2 separate regions of the Mus musculus genome follow, and region 2 is linked to region 1. Evidence: chromatin contacts called from public Micro-C data. All regions are on one chromosome and are shown on one strand. The core of a region is the stretch at or near the end of the contact, and the rest is flanking DNA. Distances in the headings are between cores, read along the strand shown. Region 1 overlaps Atp6v0a4 (ATPase, H+ transporting, lysosomal V0 subunit A4). Region 2 holds the start of D630045J12Rik (RIKEN cDNA D630045J12 gene).

Evidence for each region. A called contact is a pair of places that touch in the nucleus more often than the background predicts.
Region 2: a Micro-C map of embryonic stem cells shows a contact between it and region 1, with 2.1 times the contacts expected there. The contact joins the promoter of D630045J12Rik here to the enhancer-like site in region 1. A contact is called at or near these places in 1 of 39 promoter capture datasets (embryonic stem cells), 7 of 484 Hi-C or Micro-C datasets (embryonic fibroblasts, embryonic stem cells, erythroid progenitors and 3 more), 4 of 115 datasets of contacts at active chromatin or transcription factors (all in embryonic stem cells) and 1 of 9 other capture datasets (embryonic stem cells).

Annotation. Positions count from the first base shown.
Region 1 is chr6:38,080,360-38,085,046 of GRCm38.p6, reverse strand. Atp6v0a4 (ATPase, H+ transporting, lysosomal V0 subunit A4) reads left to right here. Exons shown (of 21, transcript NM_080467.3): 8 at 2,045-2,127; 9 at 2,923-3,016. Among named protein-coding and RNA genes, the nearest start is that of Tmem213, 27 kb to the left of the region's middle. Within about 2 kb of position 2,791, at least 65 of the 459 cell types and tissues checked have an H3K27ac peak or open chromatin away from gene starts, as enhancers often do. A contact at or near this core is called in embryonic fibroblasts, embryonic stem cells and myocytes, where this site is marked.
Region 2 is chr6:38,250,511-38,255,726 of GRCm38.p6, reverse strand. D630045J12Rik (RIKEN cDNA D630045J12 gene) reads left to right here and starts at 1,588. Exons shown (of 20, transcript NM_194061.3): 1 at 1,588-1,859. The coding sequence starts at 1,718.

The DNA of each region.
Region 1 (4,687 bases), core at 1,542-4,041:
TTTTTTTAAAGATTTATTTATTTTATGTATATGAGTACATTGTCACTCTTTTCAGACACACCAGAAGAGGACATCAGATCCCATTACAGATGGTTGTGAGCCACCATGTGGTTGCTGGGAATTGAACTCAGGACCTCTGGAAGAGCAGTCAGTGCTCTTAACCATTGAGCCATCTCTCTAGCCCTTAACTATCTTTTTGTATTGCTTTTCTCTAACCAAGGCAGTTATAATTATGCATCTATGTATTTTTTTTTTTTTTGGTTTTTCAAGATAAAGTTTTTCTGTATAGTCCTGGTTGTCCTGGAACTCACTCTGTAGAGCAGGCTGGCCTCGAACTCAGAGATCTGCTTGTCTCTCTCTCCTGAGTACAGTTATAATTTTATATGGAAATGATTTTTCTGCTCTCTCTCACTTAATAAGAAAATGTCTACCTATAGTCCTGTGCATCCTTTATTCTTTGTGTGTATGTATGTGTTTTGGTAGAGTTTCACATGTCCCAGACTGACTTCAAATTGTCCATGCAGCAGAGACAGGCCTTGAACCTCTCATCTTGGGCCTATAGTGCCCAAGTGCTAAGATCACAGGCATGGGCACCACACCCGGTTTCTATGGTTATTTTAAATTGTGGTGTTGAACCGCTACTTCAGAATTAGGTTTTGACAATGTAGTCATCATGGTGGGAGAGAGTGTTTATAAAGGGACTATCTGGAGAAAGAGGCTCATGGACGGAGGGTCACCTAGCAGGTGCCAGGAAGTCAGAATGGATGCCTGATTCTAGCAGATCTAGAGACTAGATGACCTCAACCTTCAGAAAAAGACCAGCAAGCTTCCATACTTGGAGGATGTTTGGAAATAGTGTAAAGTAGGCATTTGCAGAAATTCCAGAACACCTCTAACCTGTTCCTATGAGAAGCCACCGAAGCGATCATGTGTACGGGTACTACTGTGAGGGATGCTGGGTGATGGGACCTTCAGGATGTATCTCTGGACGCTTGCTTCTGGGTACCCTCTATGGTGTCTCTGCTCCTAACCTTTGGGTGGTTGTTTTGAGACAGTGTAGCTATCCTCAGGCCGGCTTTAACTCAAGACTTTCTTCCTCATCTTCTTAGTCCTGGGATTAAGCATGTGGCGTTTTACTTCTTAATGAATCAAGTCTGTAAGACGAATCCAAGGAAGGGAGGCTTATTGGCTTGAAGGGTGTGTGACGTTTTCATGACACCTTCTGGGCCTGACAAGTGGCATCTCTTTGAAGTGGCACCTGAGTCCAGGGTCCCAAGTGCTGTGATAAGTTCATTGGAACGTGTTTTATTGTTTTTCTTTATCCCTTCAAATGAAAAGCAGCGACAACAAGCTGAGAGCATTGTGTCAGTTCATATTTGCATTGTTACAAACAAATTTTGTGTTTGCATTGCTGAGGTTTGAACCCAGGGCTTTTCGCAAGCCCAGTGGACCCTCAGCCACTGAACTAGTTACACCCCCAGTCTGAAACATTACTTTAAGCAATGGCTTTTGTGTGTTTCATTTGTTCCTTTGTTTTGAGCAGGGTCTCACTGCTTATCCCTGACTGCCTGAAAAGTTTAAATTCCTCCTGAATGCTGGGATTAAAGGCGTGTGCCACCACACCCACTGGCCTACAGTGTTCTTAAGAGCACCTAGTCAGCAGCTGTGTGAGTCAAAACAGCCACAGCTTTCCCTTTGTTAAGTATCAGGCATAGACTAACCTGTAACATGCAGGTGTTTACAGCTGCTTCTGACGCCCTGCTAGCGACTGCTGTTTTGATACTTGGATTACCCGAGCCTCTCTTTGAGGTGTTTTCTTAGGTGTGAGCATGGCTCTTCTTCCTGGGGGTGAGAGCAGAATTAGACGCTCCTGTGGCCTCCTTGATTAGCAAGCAGTATCCCTATTACTTTGGGGCTTTCAGATTTTATAGTTTATGTTCTGCTAGGTGTAGCTCAGTGGTGGAATGTTTACACAGGTCATCCACCCCCAACTCTGGGAAAGAAGGAAGGAAGGAAAATACATTTTTTTTTTCTGATATTCCAGAAAGAAGAAATTAAAAAGAATATATTCATCATATTTTACCAAGGAGAACAGCTCAGGCTGAAAATCAAGAAGATCTGTGACGGGTGAGAGACTGTCGCACTATCATGGTGACTGGGGTTGGATGTGGATAAAGAGTTGTGCCATGCAGAATGCCCGTGACTGGGCCCTCTTTGAAGTTGACTAGGACTTTAGAGTAACTTCCAGAAGATCATTTTAAATGATGCTGAAGACACAACGACTGTCAATAGTTGTGAGCATAGGAACAGGGAGAAGGTAACTAACCAGTTACCAAGGTAACAAAGTAGCGAGCGACACAGCCTGGTCCAGGTTATACCTTGTTCTTCTAGTCTAGCTTGCTGCTTGAGTGGGCTGAACGGGAGGCACAGCATGGTGGTGGGGCGCTTGCCTGACTGACATGCTGGAGACCCTGGATTTGATTCACTGACACCAAAAAACAGCACATAGAAAAGGAAAAAGTAATCTCCATGGTCCAGCTTTCTGTAGAACAATGTTGATGTTACTTATGTTTGTGTGTGTGTGTGTGTGTGCTGTCCTGGGGATTGAACCCAGGACCTCACTCATGCTAGGAAAACACCCTCCCCTTGCGGTACACACCGAGGCTGGCCTGAAATTCACTCTGAAAAAGCTTTGCGTTTGTAATCCTCCCGTCTCATCTGCCTTCTAAGTGCCGGGGGTTATAGGCACGAGGCATTGTGCCCAGCTGTTGTGAATCATTTTCTAAGGACCACACAGGAGGCCATTTCAGCCAAGGCTTAGTCATTTGAGTCTAGTCAGTCAGTGATGGCCTCATAGCAAAGGGACTGTAGAAGCTTTTCTGTAGTCACTCACGTGTGTCCTTTTTAATGTGTTTAACACAGGTTTCGTGCTACCATCTACCCCTGCCCAGAGCATGCAGCAGAGCGCAGAGAGATGCTGACCAGTGTCAACGTGAGGCTGGAAGACTTAATCACCGTGAGTGAGGGCTTCAGGTCATGAGTGAGAGCTTCAGGCCGTGAGCCCATGGCCTCTATTTTTCCAGTGTGGATCCAATCCCCAGGCCCCTGCCTGGAATGTTTGCTATGCAATTCTGGTTGGAGCTGTAGCAGATTGCACAACTAGAAAGCAGCATTCAGGGAGTGGGGGCTGGCAATTCTGCATGTCTGTCACATGCTGCTCCCAGTTTAGAATGGACCACAACCCTCGTTTACCTCAAGGCAGCCGCCCATAGCTGATGAAAGGAGCCCTTCATGGCCAACCTTTGCCTGATGAGTCTGCAACCAACTTGTCAGCCAACTGAGTGGAACAACCAGTTTGCCCGTACCAAACTGTTATGCCGATTAACCACTGTGATGAGGACGCGCTGGAGCAGCAGCAGCATGGAAGCTGGCTGGTGAAGTCGGCTGGGACTGTATCTGATGGGATATTCTGTATAGGCACTGCCCATTGTAACTTTCCATGTGACAGTTTCTCTGCAGCCTACTCTATCCAGTGCTGTACTTGTGGGACACAGGCAGCTGTTGAGCTCTTGAAATTTGGCTAGTTTCACTAAGGGACTGAATTTTGATTGCTATTTAAATTTTGTGTGCACACACATACACACACGCATGTGTATATGTGCTCATGTGTAGAAGCCAGAGTACAATTTCAATTTCAGATATTATCCCCCGGGATGCCACTTACCTTGTTTGAGGCAGAGTCCCTGATTTTACCAGTTAGGTAGTCTGACTGGGCAGTAAGCTTCAGGGATTCTTCTGCCTCTACCTTCCAAGCCTCGGATTACAAGAATATCCCATAGTGCCCGGCACTTTTAGATGGGTTCTAGGATTGAACTCAGTTGTCAAGTGCTTTACTAATTGAGTCACTGTTTGATTCTTATTAAATCTAAATTCTCGTGGCTACTGGATAGGCCAGCACAATTTAAATCTTCTGTGTGTGGGTTTAGAAATTAGGTTATATTTATTCATTTTTAAATATTATTTATTTCGTGTATATGAACACTCTGTTGCTGTCTTCAGACACACCAGAAGAGGCATCGGATCCCATTACAAATGGTTATGAGTCACCATGGGATTGCTGGGAATTGAACTCAGGACCTCTGGAAGAGCAGTCAGTGCTCTTAACTGCTGAACCATCTCTCTAGCCCCTTAATTACTCATTTTTGAGACCGGGTCTTGCTGTGTAGCCCTGGCAGAGCTACTACTATCTGTTATGCAATCCAGGCTTGTCCTGAGCTCATGTCAATCCTCCTGCTTCAGCCTCACAGATGGAGTTACATGTTTATGCCACCACATCTGCACACGTGTTTTAAAAGCCTTTGGCTAGCAGACACTTTTACTGTCCCAGAATGTGTGTATTTAATGTATTTAATGTCTCTGTTCCTTTTTAGCCACTGTCCCAGAAACTGTTTCCTTCAAGGGATTTCTTTCATGAAAATACTCTGTGTGGGCCTCAGGAATGTACTGTGAGGAGAGTGGGAAGAGATAAGCTGGCTGTGCTTATAGACAGTGGGGCCTGGGCATTGTCTTCAGGGATCGGGGAAGCTGTGATTGGCCAGCTTCTCCCCCTCTGTCCCGTCATGCCCAAGGATGAATCTGAAACCCCACACCCCGCCTGGCAGCATCTTCTGGCAGGGGGAGACAAATT
Region 2 (5,216 bases), core at 339-2,838, 170 kb before region 1:
GTCTGAGTTGACTCAGAATGGTGTGGGAGATTTCTTCCTCCCACTGTCTAGTGCAGTTGGGAACTTCCTGGAGGCTGAGGCCAATTGTAAAGGACACATAGATTCCCATCAATAAATATATAATGAAATCTTCCTGGAGCCGTGGGGGATCCTGTGTGGGGCGATAACATGTTAGAACGTCATTTTAACTTAGTGTGTGTGTATGTGTGGACTAACAAGTTCATAAAAAATAACAACACAATAGGACTAAATGTCAAGAGCTGCTCCAGGCTGTGCCCCGTGGCCAGGTGAGTAATTCAGAGAAAAGCGAGGAGAGGGGAGCCATACCTAGGGCTATTGTGGTCAGGGTGCAAACATGCTCAGACAAGCAAACTCTCTACTTGGGTATGCTGGAGACAACTCCAAGAATGTATATGTCTGGGGGAGCAGGAGAGCAATGTATGGGGGTTGCTTATGACAAGTGACACAATGGAACGCAAAAATTAGGGTCATCAACAAAAGCTTATAACCTAGATTCTCATCTTCCCTGAAATTTAACAGGTGCCTATTTTTTTTTTTTTTTCAGAACAGGAACTTCTGATTCTTTGCCTAGATAGATGAGTTTGCCCAGCAAAACTGGGTAGCATCTTTCTGGGTCTTTTGCCTACCTCACTGAAGAGCAACCTTGATCCTTGGCCAGTCTGGATGGCTGACATTTCCCACTGTCTGTCATAGTTTCTCACTCAACAAGATACTTCTCTTATGCACGGCTTGCAGACCACGGCTGGTGCAACCTCTGAAATACAACTGTCCAAAATTGTAGTGTGTTCTAGGACCTTCCAACCTTATTCGGCCTTCAGAGTTAATGCACTTGGCTCTTAGCACAGAGACACATGCTAACTCCCATCCACACCCCCATTTCCCCAGGAAACTAACCCCCAACAAGGTCTTTTTCATCATATATTGGTGCTACTTTCTTTTTTAAAAAATAAGGCCTGGATCTGTGTGTTTGTGTCTGTCCACTTTGATTCAGCTTCAGTAGCCCCTTTCTGAAGACTCACTAAGCTCAGGGCAGTAGGCCTAGGTCTTACCAAAGGCCCACCTTTGCCAACAAGGTGGCACAGCTCTGGAAAGGCAAAGGATGGGCTGAGCCCTGTGTGCCTCCTCCCCATTCTTTTCCAGCGCGCGGGCTCTGGGAAAGAGAGCCGACTTCTCTCGGCTTTGTCCGCTCAGCAGCCCGGGGTCTGCCAGGGACCACGGCCGCCCCGCACACACACCTGCTGCCCGCCCCGCGTGGGCGGCTCGGGAGGAGCGTGCTCCGGAATCACCCGGTTTGCGACCGTTCCTCTAGGGCCCCGGGGGTGCGGGTGCGGGGCGGCGCCGTCCCGGGCGCCCTCCTGAGAGGCGGGTCCTGTGGGAGGGCGGGGACCGGGTCCCGCCTCGCCCTCCGCCGGGCCGCCCGCAGGCAGGCGCCGGGCCGGCCGGGAGGTGGTGCTCGCCTCCCCGCGCGGGGCCGTGCGTTGCCCGGCAGCGGCTGCGAGGCTCGGGAGGGGGCGGAGCGGCGCGGCCGGCGTGCAGCGGCCCCAGTCCGCGGATCCGGCCCGGCCCGCCCCCGCCTCGCCGGCCTCGCTGCGCGCCGGTGCTAGGCGCCCAGTCTCCGCCGCAGCGGACGCCGGCGTCCCGGGCCTGAGCGCGCCCACGCCCGGAGGCCGGGGTGTCGGGGAGCCGACGCGTGGCCATGGAGCGGGAGCCCCGCGCCAGGGTTGCACTGGTGCCGGAGCGGTGCGGCCGCGGGCCTTCCTCCCGCCACCGCCGCCCGGGGCTGCTGCTCCCCGGCCTCTGGCTGCTGCTGCTCGCCGGGCCGGCCTCGTGCGCCCCAGGTAAGCCTCGCGGAGCCCCCCGGGACGCGGCCGCCACCCTGGCCGCCTTCTCTGCCGCGCTCGTCACCCCCTGGCTTCCCCACCCGCCCATCCTCTTTTATTCTTCACCGCTCCCTCGCCCTCCTTGCTGGAGATGCTTTCCTATTCTTCCTGGGCCCTGCAAATAAAGGCATGGAGGAGAGGAATAAATCCAAAGGAAAAAAGAGCGAGCGGTTTCTGACCGGTCTTGCTAAAAGGTCTGCAACCTAGTCTTCCGTGAACCATGTTGCCCGAGGCGGGTTTGGTGGTTTCTGCTCCGAAGATGCCTATTTTCTTTTTCCCCTTTGCAAAATGCAGGCACTGGAATTGTGTTTGTGCACGGTTGTGTGAATGTGGCGTAGCGAATGTTTTGGGATACTTTTATTGTTGGGGCAAAGGGATGCATCTGGTGTGTGCAGAAGAGCAGTTGTGCATTGCCGTGAACACCCAGTGTTACCCCAGATGCAAGCAAGCTGGCTGTGTCCCCCAGTGCGCCAGGACACAAAGAACATTCAAAGAAAAAAATCTCTTGGAAAGCGCCCTGGCCATGGATCTTTCCAGGGAACTAGCTATTGGTATTACCTCCACAAAGGCATTACAATGGAGTGTGAAAATATTTTGAGTCTGAAGTGTCAGGGCATGAAAGGAGTCATGGTTGGTTTTTATAATAGATGCAATTTAGTGACTGTTCATCAGCATGGGATTAAGAGACATGATTTATGAGGCGTGTGGGTGGGTTTTGTTTGTTGAGGAAATGGTTTAATTCATGTTGCTTCCCCGAAATGTTTATTTATCCATCCTGAGCACGCACTGCACTGGACTGGAGACCATCTCTGAGGTGACACAGTGCATCCTGTGATTGCCCCAGCCCACACGTGCTTGGTTGCTTTGTGGGTAGGAAAGGAAAGGAGAAAGGAGCAGTTTAGGTGGAGAGCTTCTTCTCACTGCTCAGGAGAGACAGAAAAGCCATGAAAGCAGCCCAGAACCCTGCCTGCTTGTGGGAGCAGGGCCAGAGGACTGCCAAGTGGTTTGAAGGAAGTAGAACGCATTTGAAGGTGTCCCTTAGGCCCGACTGTGGGCATTATAACTAGTGCCACAAAGGGGATGGTGGAATACAAGCGAGGAACGGACTTAAGGGAGCACAGGTTGGGACCCATTCACTCGATCAGGAGGAAATCGAGGCAGAAGCATCTTGCTCAAGGTCACCGCCTGGATGATGAGAGGAATTGCTATAGCTCTCCATTCCCCTTTTTCTTTCCGTGACCCACAGGCCGGGGTCACAGCCGAAGCCTCCAGAGATTTCCGCTAGCTGGGTGGAACGCTGCCTCAGGGAGCCACAGCAGAGGTAGGGTTGACAGAGTGGGCCTCTTTTTAGGCTGTGTGTGCAGTGGCTGCAGAAACTTTGCCTACCTTAGCTAGCATCTCCTGTCCCAGTCTCGTTCCGAGAAGTCCAGTCCAGTGTTCCTCGGAGAGGAGTTAGTCATTCCGAGAGCTCTTGACTTTAGAGTCGACAGAGAAAGCTGGATTCTGCTGGATTTGACCGTCATGGGACCTAGCTCACTAATTGTTAACACTGATGTGTGCCAGGTGCTGTGTGACCTGGTCACATTATAGGCTTTATGATCCCAGCTTAACTGAGGAGGACCTTAACAGGTGTTTAGGAGAGTCTGGCTTCAGATTCTGTGATACGCTTAGCTTCCCGGCCCCAGCGTTTTTCCACTTGCACATGGTCATCTGAATATTCTGGAGAGGCTCTAGGAGATACAGTTGTTTTGCTAAACTTCAAGACACACAGTGGGTGTGTCTACACTGCCTCCCCGTTGTTTAGAAACCCCTTTTCGGGTTCTCTGCTACTCCTAATCCAAAATCCAATTAGGAGATGTGAAGTTAGATGTCTATCCGAGACCTGACTTCACAGAGATGAAGGCGGCATCCTTTCACTAAGTTGCTTCTCTGGTTTGCGTAGCTGCCTCTGGGCAGGAAACACAGAGCTAGAAGCAGTGTGTGAGTAGCATCCAACTTCAGGGGCCTGGCCTCAAAAATAAATCAAGTGTGGATGTGTGTGTCCACTCGGAGTGAACTGCTAGGTGGAGGGTCTTCAGGGATGACCTGAGCGGTGATCTGATTGCAGGCTTTGGGAAGCCAACTTGACAGAGGGTGTCTTGGTAAGGTGCCTAGGCTGCTGGTGGGGTGCCTGGCCATGGCCAGCAACTGTTGATCCTGGGACAAGGTGGTGTGTTTGGCCCAGGTTTTCCCTCGGTGGCACCAGGACCCTCTAGTCTTAGTGTCTTACTTTCAACAACAGCACGGTCAGGGAGACTTTGCTGAGGCCTGTCCTGGAGTGGTGAGGGTGAGGGGATGGGGGTGGTGCCTTAATCTTGTTTGCAGTTCCTCTGGGAGGCAGCAGTCTTATGTCTGGCTAACAAGTTCCCCATCTTCAGTAGAGATGGACTTGATTTTCATGTGGGCCCCCTTATTTACCGTTTTCAGAGAGAGCTCTCTGCTGTATTGATTTGTCGTCTGTTTCTATTTCCTTTAGCATTTTAAATGCATGATTTTTGTTGTTTTGCTTTTCCGGATAGAGTTTCTGGGACTAAAGGCTCACCCCCACCTGGTGAATTTTTTTTTTTTTTTTAAAGAAAACATTTTTAAGTTTGGTCTTGACTATTCACTGTTGTGGAAACACCCCGGAATGCTTGGAGATTTCTTTTGAAATGGTGCTTTCAGGTAGCCAGCCACCCACAGTGGAGAAGGAATGGGGATGGTGGCCCATTCCTTAGTCAGGGACCGTTCCTCTTAAGAATTAGGGTTAGCATGAAATTGACAGCATGGCAGAATCTAGAAATTAAAGCAAGGTGCAGAAAACAGCCACTCAGGACTTGGTATAACTCTGGGTAGCTTGCACTGGCCCTGAGTTCAATACCCAGGACAAGAAAGGAGGGAGTGTGGCTCACCCACAGTTCCACAGCCCATACATAACACTGTAAGTGGGTTAGGTTTTGTTTTTGTAGTAGAGTTTTGTTATATAACCCAGGCCTTAATGTGTAGACCAGGCTAGTTTTAAATCTGTGATGGTCCTTCTTGGGCTCCTGTGTGTGGCACTAAAGGCATGGGCTGCCACCACCGCCACTGCCACTATGACCACCATGATCACCACCACCACCATCACCACCACCACCACCACCATCACCACCTCCACCACCGCTGCTACTGCCCAGCCAAGCAGATGTAAATGTTATGGTGAATAGCTTTACAGATGGGTCTTTGCCTCTCTGTTTTCTGGTATCTATAGGTCTTTATTCTTAAGTATGTATTTGTACAGTGAGAATGATAATATGA